Linked DNA regions of Ovis aries: region 2 is linked to region 1. Evidence: chromatin contacts called from public Hi-C data. All regions are on one chromosome and are shown on one strand. The core of a region is the stretch at or near the end of the contact, and the rest is flanking DNA. Distances in the headings are between cores, read along the strand shown.

Region 1 (4,538 bases), core at 726-3,225:
TCTGATGTCAATAGCCTGGTTTTCTTACTGGATTATGTAAGATGCCATTGTTGGAAGCAAGGGCGTGAGACCTCCTTGTGCATTTCTTTCTAACTTTCTATGAATGTGTAATTATTTCAAAATCAAAAAGTGCCACAAACAATTTACTAAGAAGTATAATAAACCTAGGAGGAAGAAGCAAAATATGTGATGTGATGGTGAGAAAAATAAATTGGTAGTCATGTTTTCCAGAAAATTGTAAATAAGCATCAGTTCTAATGAATTATTTATGGGAGTTGAAATCAAAATAAAATGGAAATGCCAGCAAGAAACAATGTAAGACCAGGGCACCTGATCAGAGTGAAAGCATTCAGAAAGCTTCCTGTTGTCTCAGAGAACAGAAAACCAAATATTTGATGTGCCTTTATGATGAAAAAATAGAATGACATCTAAACCAACCAATGCTATTTTAATTCATACAAAAATCACTTACTGAGTATCTGCTGTGTGTCTAGAAACCTACTAACATTACTAATTCCTATCATTAATTCTGAAAGAAGGTAGTTTTATCCCCTTCTCACTGATGATGAAACAGAGCCTACCTAAATGGGAGTCAATGACATATATAAAAGGTGGTGACAAAGGCAGGAGGTGACAGAGGCAGGAGTTTTTTTAAATAAGAGGAGACATTACTTATTTATTTATTTGGCTGCATCAGGCCATATTTGCACCATGTGGGATCTTTTTGCAGCATCTTTTGTTGGGATGTGTGAACTCTCTGGTTGTGGCGTGCAGCGTTAGTTGCTCAGAGGCATGTGAGATCTTAGTTCCCTGACCAGGGGTCGAACCCATGTCCCCTGCATTGCAAGGCAGATTCTTAACCACTGAACTACTAGGGAAGTCCCCAGCGGCAGAATTTGAACCCAGAGCTCTCTGATGTGTCTGTGTTGTTATAACTCCATTCTTCCTTCCTGAGCATGATGAATATTGAAACAAGTTAATTTTCTAAGGAGAATGCTCACACTGTTTTGAAGGTGAAATGTTTTTATGTTTAATGGATTGAAGTATGAATCATCTCTAAACTACGGACAGAACAGAAAGCTTTCACATCTACTCTTTGCAATTCATTTCATTGCCCAAACTATGGGCAAGACTTATAGCAGAATAGGAAGCTTTCATAGCTTCCCTTTTTCTTTGTCAACACTGAACAGCCCCTGTGAAGCTGGGTATCACAGGAACCCATCCTTCAACTAGTTGTGTTACCTGCAGGAGTAAAGAGCATCAGTTAACTTTCACATTTAGTGTTTTCCCAATAAAGCTATGAGCATTAAGCATGCAGTTTTTTTGTCTTGTTCTGTGTGGACGAGAAAAAGCTGATATTTTGAAGATCAAAGAAAACCACCAATCTATCCGACCATTGGTTAATTTCCCATTTGTAAATCTTGTTTCTGTTTCTTCTGATGCTAAATTTGATCTTGAAGCCCAAGTATTCTAAGATACCTTTTCACACACCCATTCACAGAGCCTGCGGGGATAACACACAAACACACACACAGGTTGGTAACAGATAGTTAAGAAAGAGGTGTTAGGGCTTAGTTTCTCCTGTTTGTTGAAAGCTATGAAAAAAGGAAACCTTGAAGATTCATCTCTGATCTAGCAAACTTTTTCTCCTTTTATTTTTTGTCTGGAATAAATGACTAAAGCTCTCCATTTTATAGGACTGAAAAGAAGGAGTACTTTTATCTTACTTGAAACATTGTTCGGCGGAAGCTTCTATTTACTGGCTCATAAAAGATTTTATGCCTCATCGTTGTACTTCGGCTGACTCCGGTGAATGTACTGGGAGATTTGAAGTGTGTTGCTTCCTGAAGTTAGAATTATAATCAGGTGTACTATTGAACCATCCAACTTTCCTTAATGTGTACAGATTTCTGCCTTGGCAGGAAGTCTTGAGGTAAGCCCAAATAGAGCATTAAGCAAAACGTGGCCCCAGACTCTGAAGACATGTATGAGCGCCCGCCTCTCTGTGCACAGACTTCAGAATGTGTGTGTTGGCTGCTGTACAACAGCTCTATCTGATGAAACAACAGAAACACCTGTCATGGGCTGAGCTCACCACTGTCTATAAAAATAGCAGGAGCGTTCTGATCCCAGCTCTGTCATGGAACCCTTGGGAATACCTTGGACAAACCTTGCCTCTTCCTGAGGCTTTAGTTTTCTCATCTGTTAAATCTTGACCCATTTCTCAGGATATTTGAGGGGGGGGGAACCCAACAACATTGACACTAGAGAGATGGTTATGAAAAGCAGAATATCTTCCAGAAATATATAGTGATGATTTGAGAAAGGGGAAGCATGGGTGTATGTTGTGCCCTTGATAAATGAATATACTTTTAGCAAGGCAAGAACAAAAGGAAAGTACCGGAAAGAATTCCCCAAAAAGCAGGCAGCTGTGATCCTAATGCCCTGATTCTTCACGTCCAGTCCTATTCTGGAGTCAGTACTTTTCCGAAAGGTCACCTCCAGCGTAGTCTTAACAGCACTCACTGTTCACGTGGCCGTGGACATGAAGAGTGACCAGGGAGCGCTGGCTGAGCGGACCTACAGAAGGTGGCTCTACAGAAAACTCATTTATCTCTTTGTCCCAAAAGATAGAGAAGTTATTTCTGAAATTTTTGTTTGACACTCTGAGTCTTCAATGAATGACCATTAATTTTTTTTTTCTCAATTTTTTGGTTCCGTAAGGTTTACCCGGATCAACGTAGTTATTGATTCTCTTACACATTGACCTTGAGAAGTCAGATAGCATGTAGTGAAAGCGCAGCCTCTGAAGTCAGGTTACTCTGGATCACAACCCAGCTCTGCCGTCTACCACTATGTGATGCTGGTCAAATAACCCAACCATTCTGTGTATCAGTGTCTTTGTAAAGATGTAGACTACTTCATAGTGTTGTAGTAAGGAGTAAATTAGGTTATGTTAATTGCTCAATGTAATACCTGAACCTGTAATTACTATATAGTTGGGATTATTATTGTGTTTCTTCAAAGCACTGCAGGCAAATAAATCCTGAGCAATCAGCCCACCTTCAAAATATATCCAAAAACTGACTACTTTTTACTGCTTCTGCTCCTAGTCCCCCAGTACCTCGTGCTAGGACTATTGCAGTAGCCTCCTAATGGATTCTCCTGCTTTCCCTCTTGCCACCAACAATCTCCATGGAGCAACCCGAGTGGCCATCCTGAATTGCATCACCTCACTCCTCTGCTCTGTGTACTCTATAACCCATCATCTGTTCAGAGTCCAGGCCATCCACCCTCTGGATAAGTTAAGTTTATCCCCATTAGGGCTCATCTTCTGCTCCCCTGCTCTCATCCCTCTGCTGCAGCTCCTGACCTCTTGGTAGTTCCTTTAACAGCCTAGTTTACTGCTGCTGCTAAGTTGCTTCAATCGTGTCCGACTCTGTGCAACCCCATAGACGGCAGCCCACCAGGCTCCCCATCCCTGGGATTCTCCAGGCAAGAATACTGGAGTGGGTTGCCATTTCCTTCTCCAGTGCATGAAAGTGAAAAGTGAAAGGGAGGTTTCTCATTCATGTCGGAATCCTAGTGACCCCATGGACTGCAGCCTACCAGGCTCCTCCGTCCATGGGATTTTCTAGGCAAGAGTACTGGAGTGGGGTGCCATTGCCTTCTCCAAGTTTATTGCTACCCAAGCAAGATTTATATTTTCTGAAATGTTCTTCTCCTAGACATCTGTGAGAAGAGTGGCTTCTTCATTCAATCTTCTTTTTTTTTCTTCCTTTTTTTGGCCTCAAAGCATGGCATAAGGGATCTTAGTTCCCTGACCAAGGATCAGACAGGTGTTCCCTGCAGTGGAAGGGTGGAGTCTTCATCACTGAACTGCCAGGGAAGTCCCTTCATTCAGTCTTTACTCATATGTCACCTTATCTGAAGTGGGTTCACCTTCTCTGAAACATCATTTCCTTTGCCGTTAGGTTTACCATATCCTGCCTGATTTCCTTACAGTGGACTACAGATTTTCCTTGGCTTATGATGAGGTTATGTCCTGATAAACCCATGATAACTTTAAAATATCATAAATTGAAAATGCATTTAACACATCTAACCTACTGGACACTATGGCTTAGCCTACCTTATCTTACATGTACTCTGAACACTTGGATTCACCTACAGGTGGGCAAAGTCATCTAACAGCAAGCCTGTTTTATAATACAGTTTGAATATCTCATGTAATTGATTGAATACTGTGCTGAAAGTGAAAAACAGAATGGTTGTCTGGGCCCAGAGTAGCTGTAAGTGTCTTTGTTGTTCTCCCTGGTCACATGCCTGACTGGCAGCATCACAGGAGATCGTCTACCGTGTCTAGCCCAGGAGGAGATCAGAATTCAAAATTTGAGGTTGGGTTTCTACTGGACACATAAGTCAAACCATTTTAATTCGGGGACCGTTCATCATTGCCGCCTGGCGTAGTATATGCTTGTGTGTTTACTGGTGCACCCCGGTCTTTCTCTGACTCTCATAAAGGATCCGAGAGAGCG
Region 2 (4,538 bases), core at 1,261-3,760, 100 kb after region 1:
TGTCTGCTGGGGCTCCTTTGTAAATTCTTAAAAAGCTTCCCATCTGTTCTCCTGACTCCCCAAGAGGGCCGTAAGAGCTAGGAGACCGGTTCTGTTGGGACAGGCAGGCAGGGATGAGGAATGTGGTGCTCCATCAGCTCTGCACCGGCATTGCTGAGGCCAAGCAAGTAGGAAGACACTTTGGAGGCACCTCCATGCCCACTGGCACACTGCCCATGGCTGCCACTCATGGAGGCTTGTGGGGCAGTGTGTCCTGGGGAAGGAGGGGCCACTGTGCTGTAAGCACACCAGGCACACAGGGCAGCAAGAGGGCTCTGCCGTGCACAGCCAGCCTGGGCTGTGGCAACCCTTCTACTTTGTCCCTTCCAGGAAGGAGGACTGAACAGCCTCTTCAGGGGTGGGTGTGGGTGTGTGGGTGTGTGTGGACTGAACAGCCTTTTCAGGGGGTGGGTGGGGGTGTGTGTGTGTGTGTGTGTGTTGTGGATTCCTTGTCTACTCTACGTGAAGCCTGTCCCACAGAACTGCACTGTCACAAAAAGGAACTAGCATAGCGTCTCCTTTTGATTCCCACACCTTCTGATCCTGTGAGTGTTACTGGGGATCCTTTGGGGGTCACTTTGGTTTTTATTGGTCATGCCACTCAGCATGTGGCATCTTAGTTCCCTGACCAAGGATTGAACTCTCGCACCCTGCATTGCAACCTTGGAGTCTTAACCCCTGGACCACCAAGGATGTCCCTTGGGGGCATTTTTAAGGCAAACTTGCTCAAATCAGGCCCTTCCCAGATGCACTTAGGAACTGCAAGAGGATGATTTAAGTTGGACTCAGGGAGCAAAAAATTATGGCAGTGGCGAAACTGTTCAGGAAGGTTTCTCTCTGTTGCCTTTTTTTGGTTCTTCTCCCAAAGAATATTAGCATGCCTGATTTCCTCACTAAAGGAGATGTGTGCAGAGGGCCTGCTGCTTTTAGTCAGGAGATTCCAAGGGACTCAGGAGAGTACCCAGTCCTTATTAGCTTTCCCTTGGTGACTGGCCAAATCTCTGCCCAGAACTAAGTGGGTCTTCTTGGGCTCTATCTGCCCACAGGGAACAGTCACATGACTACCCTGTGTTAGGATCCAGAGGTCTAAATTATTAATATTTTTTCTATTATAAAATTGTAGGAACTTCCCTGATGGTCCGGTGGTTAGGACCCTGTGCATCCATTGCTGGGAGTGGGGGGCATTGGTTCAATACCTGGTCAGGGAACTAAGATCCCACATGCCGCATGGTGAGGCTAATAAATAAGATACACAGACAGCTGGCTTCTTTAATATGGCATCATGTTCTACCTACCGCCCTGCAATCTCCCTTCTTACAACACCAGACTTGTAGAACATGACTTCTCCAGACTCCGTTCTATAACAATGGATGCATGTTCCCTAATTTATTTAAACCCAATTCCCCCCTTTTTGCCCTTTAGGGAGCCAATATCGTTTTAAAGATTTTTTTTTTTTTTTCACAATGAGGGAATGGGCATTTTCTGTGTTGGGATGGGACTTGCAGCTTTGATTGCCCCTTCCTGGCATCTCAGGGCTTCGCTGCTCTTTTTTCCTAGGAACGCCCCAGGTTTCCGGTGGGAAGACTCTCGGCGCCGTGGATTCCTCGGGGCCGCCCGGCCAGCCCGCGCCCGCCAGCGCCTCCGCGGTCCACGCGAGCCTGCTCGACATGAGGCGGAGCGTGGCCGAGCTCAGGCTCCAGCTGCGGCAGATGCGACAGCTCCAGGTATGGCCCGCGTTCCGGGGACGGTGTCCTCGGACACAGGCTCCTCCCCCGCCCGCCGCCTCCCGCACCCCTGGCCCCACAGCATCTTCCCGGTGGCGTTCTCTGCAGCATCCTTTGGTAGGGATGACAGCGCCAGGGTGCAGGCGCCGTGACACCCTGGGCTCCGCTCTCACACACGTCATCTTGGTCTAGAGCCTTCTGCCGCAACGACCGTCTGTAGCCACTTTAAGCTGCGCGTGCTTCTTACACATGAAAAAACCATTAAGCATCTGTTGTTGCTTCTTTCTTCCTTTTTTTTTTTTTTTTTTTGAGGAGAGATGGAAGCAGAGGGGCCCCGTGTCTTCCTGCTTCCTAGGGTTTGGCTTTTGCGCTTCCCCCGTGAGCACGTGCGGAAGTGCTGCCGGCAGCTCAGGGTTTTTGCAAGGGAAAAAAAAAAAAAAAACCTTTGTATTCAGAACTAGGAGTTTAAGAGGGTGAATTCATAAGGAAAAGGAGCCATCGTGGATGGTTTGAGAAAAACTGCATTATTATTGGGATAGTGCATCTTCCGTAATACTTCCCTTCCCTTTCCCATTCTTAGGAATATATGAACTACATGGGAATCAAAAGGCAGGGGAAAATTGCTGTCACCAGGCATGGTGAATAAATCCCATAAATCTGACTTGGCATGGCTGGTCCAGGGTAATAAGGAACTGCGAAGGTGTACCTTTATGAGATCATGTGTCTGCTCCAGGGATCAGCCTCACCCCTCCCTGCCCCTGGGGGTAGGCTGGTGACTGAGGATGTAGTGCTGGCTTAGATGATGCCCAGGCATCCTCCTCAACTTCGAGGAAGCTCGTGGTCCAGCAAACGTTAGTAAAAGGCAGACGCGTCCAGGAGCAGGGAGTAGCCACAGGTGTGGCATCCTCGGGCATGCAAGCTCCTGTGCGGCGAGTCCAGTAAGGAAAGGGCACTCCAAACCCCAGCTGCTCTCACACTTCAGCTTGCCATGCATGAGCCCTCCACTTCCCCCTACCTGAGTAAAGCTAAGAGTGATTTCCCCTTGTCCTCTACCTCTGGGAGAACTAACAGAAGGGAAGGTAGCTTGAGAGCCCGCCCTGAGCCCTATCGCAGATCACACTACTCATGCTTGGGTCTCCAAAGGCTAGTCCGGCGGCGTCCCAGACCCCTTGGACCTCCCACACAAGTTCACTTCAGTCCTCCCTGAATCACGTCGCAGGGGAAGTTCCCCATCCTCTGCATTCACTTTTCCTTGCTTTGCTGTTCTTAAGACTTTGCAGTGAAATGAAGTGTACAGGGTGGCACAATTCAGTGCCCACAGTGAACAGGCAGTAACTAAGCAAGCGAGTGGATGAGGGAGAGTGGCGAGTTGGCACCTCTAAAGGACAGTTGCCACTCCATTCCAGGCAGCTCTTAACCTGGTAAAATGAGAGTCCAGTGTTTCTAGATGTTTCAGTATCTCAAGAGAAGCTGGAAATAGAGGTTTTTGTTTTGTTAGTATTTATTTGGCCGCACCAAGTCTTGGTGCTTCCCAGGTAAAGAACCCACTTGCCAATGCAGGAGACCTAAGAGATGCGGGTTCTGTCCTTCCATTAGGAAGATCCCTTGGAGAAGGAAATGACAACCCACTCCAGTATTCTTGCCTGGAGAATCCCATGGACAGAGGAGCCTGGCCAGCTATAGTCCATGGGGGTCGCAGAGAGTCAGACACGACTTAAGTGACTGAGCAGGTAGCATACATGTCTTAGTTTGGCACCTGGGATCTAGTTCCCCAATCAGGGATGGGACCCAGACCCCCTACATTAGGAGCTCGGAGTCTTAGCCACTGGACCAAAGGGAAGTCACAGGACACACAGATGTTTTATATAAAATATCTAAGTTCATTCTAAAAGTGTTGGAAGGTAATTTAAAAATCGATTCTTTCATAATCTGCAGGCCAGAGGGCACGTGTGCAGGCCAGCAAGTGTCTGTGAGCTCCCCTGTTCTTTGCTGGTGCTTAAGGAGGTTCAGCCTCCCATCTTGCACTGCATCTGCCTTTTACTGCCACCTGCTGGTCAAATTGGAAATTGTGCGCTCCTAGTCTCAAGAGTCCGGAGAAGGCAATGGCACCCCACTCCAGTCCTCTTGCCTGGAAAATCCCATGGACAGAGGAGCCTGGTGGGCTGCAGTCCATGGGGTCGCTAGGAGTCAGACACGAGTGAGCGACTTCAGTTTCACTTTTCACTTTCATGCATTGGAGAAGGAAATGGCAACCTACTCCAGTGTTGCCTGGAGAATCCCAGGGACGGGGGAGCCTGGTGGGCTGCCGTCTCTGGGGTTGCATAGTCGGACACGACTGAAGCAACTTAGCAGGAGCAGCAGCAGTCTCAAGAGTCAGACACAACTTAGTGGCTAAACATTTGGACCCTCACAAGGAAAAAAAGTGCTAAATATGTCGTTTGCAAGGTAGTTCCTACTGCTTTCGAAAGTGAGCATTTGTCGGTGTGGGGTCAGAGGTGGAATTGCCGTGAAGTGTGGCAAATCTGATGCGGGGGGCCGTGATGTATGGGGTGGCGGCATCACCCTGCTGGTGGATGGCAGTGTTTGGTCCTCTGTTCAGGGTGAGGCGGGAGGTGAAGAGGGACCTCCCACAACTTGCCACTCCTTGTAACCCTTGAACTGAGGAGGCTCAGCTGCAGAATCATAGCTTCTCAAAGAGGTGCTACAGTCAGTTCGGGGTCACAATCTTAATTACTCAGGTTCCTTAATTGCCCCTGAGCTTTCCTGGCTCTCGGA

The links. Hi-C and Micro-C count contacts between places; a contact is called where the count stands out from the background.
Region 2: a contact with region 1 is called in a Hi-C map of mixed tissues, with 4 times the contacts expected there. The contact joins two enhancer-like sites. A contact is called at or near these places in 9 of 16 Hi-C or Micro-C datasets (hypothalamus, liver, mixed tissues and 4 more).

Annotation. Positions count from the first base shown.
Region 1 is chr13:24,636,871-24,641,408 of ARS-UI_Ramb_v3.0, forward strand. All of the region lies in intron 4 of KIAA1217 (KIAA1217 ortholog), which reads left to right. Among named protein-coding and RNA genes, the nearest start is that of TRNAG-UCC, 100 kb to the left of the region's middle. Within about 2 kb of position 1,976, at least 4 of the 54 cell types and tissues checked have an H3K27ac peak or open chromatin away from gene starts, as enhancers often do.
Region 2 is chr13:24,738,866-24,743,403 of ARS-UI_Ramb_v3.0, forward strand. It overlaps KIAA1217 (KIAA1217 ortholog), which reads left to right. Exons shown (of 23, transcript XM_042230521.2): 10 at 1,597-1,763. Among named protein-coding and RNA genes, the nearest start is that of TRNAG-CCC, 4.9 kb to the right of the region's middle. Within about 2 kb of position 2,511, at least 3 of the 54 cell types and tissues checked have an H3K27ac peak or open chromatin away from gene starts, as enhancers often do.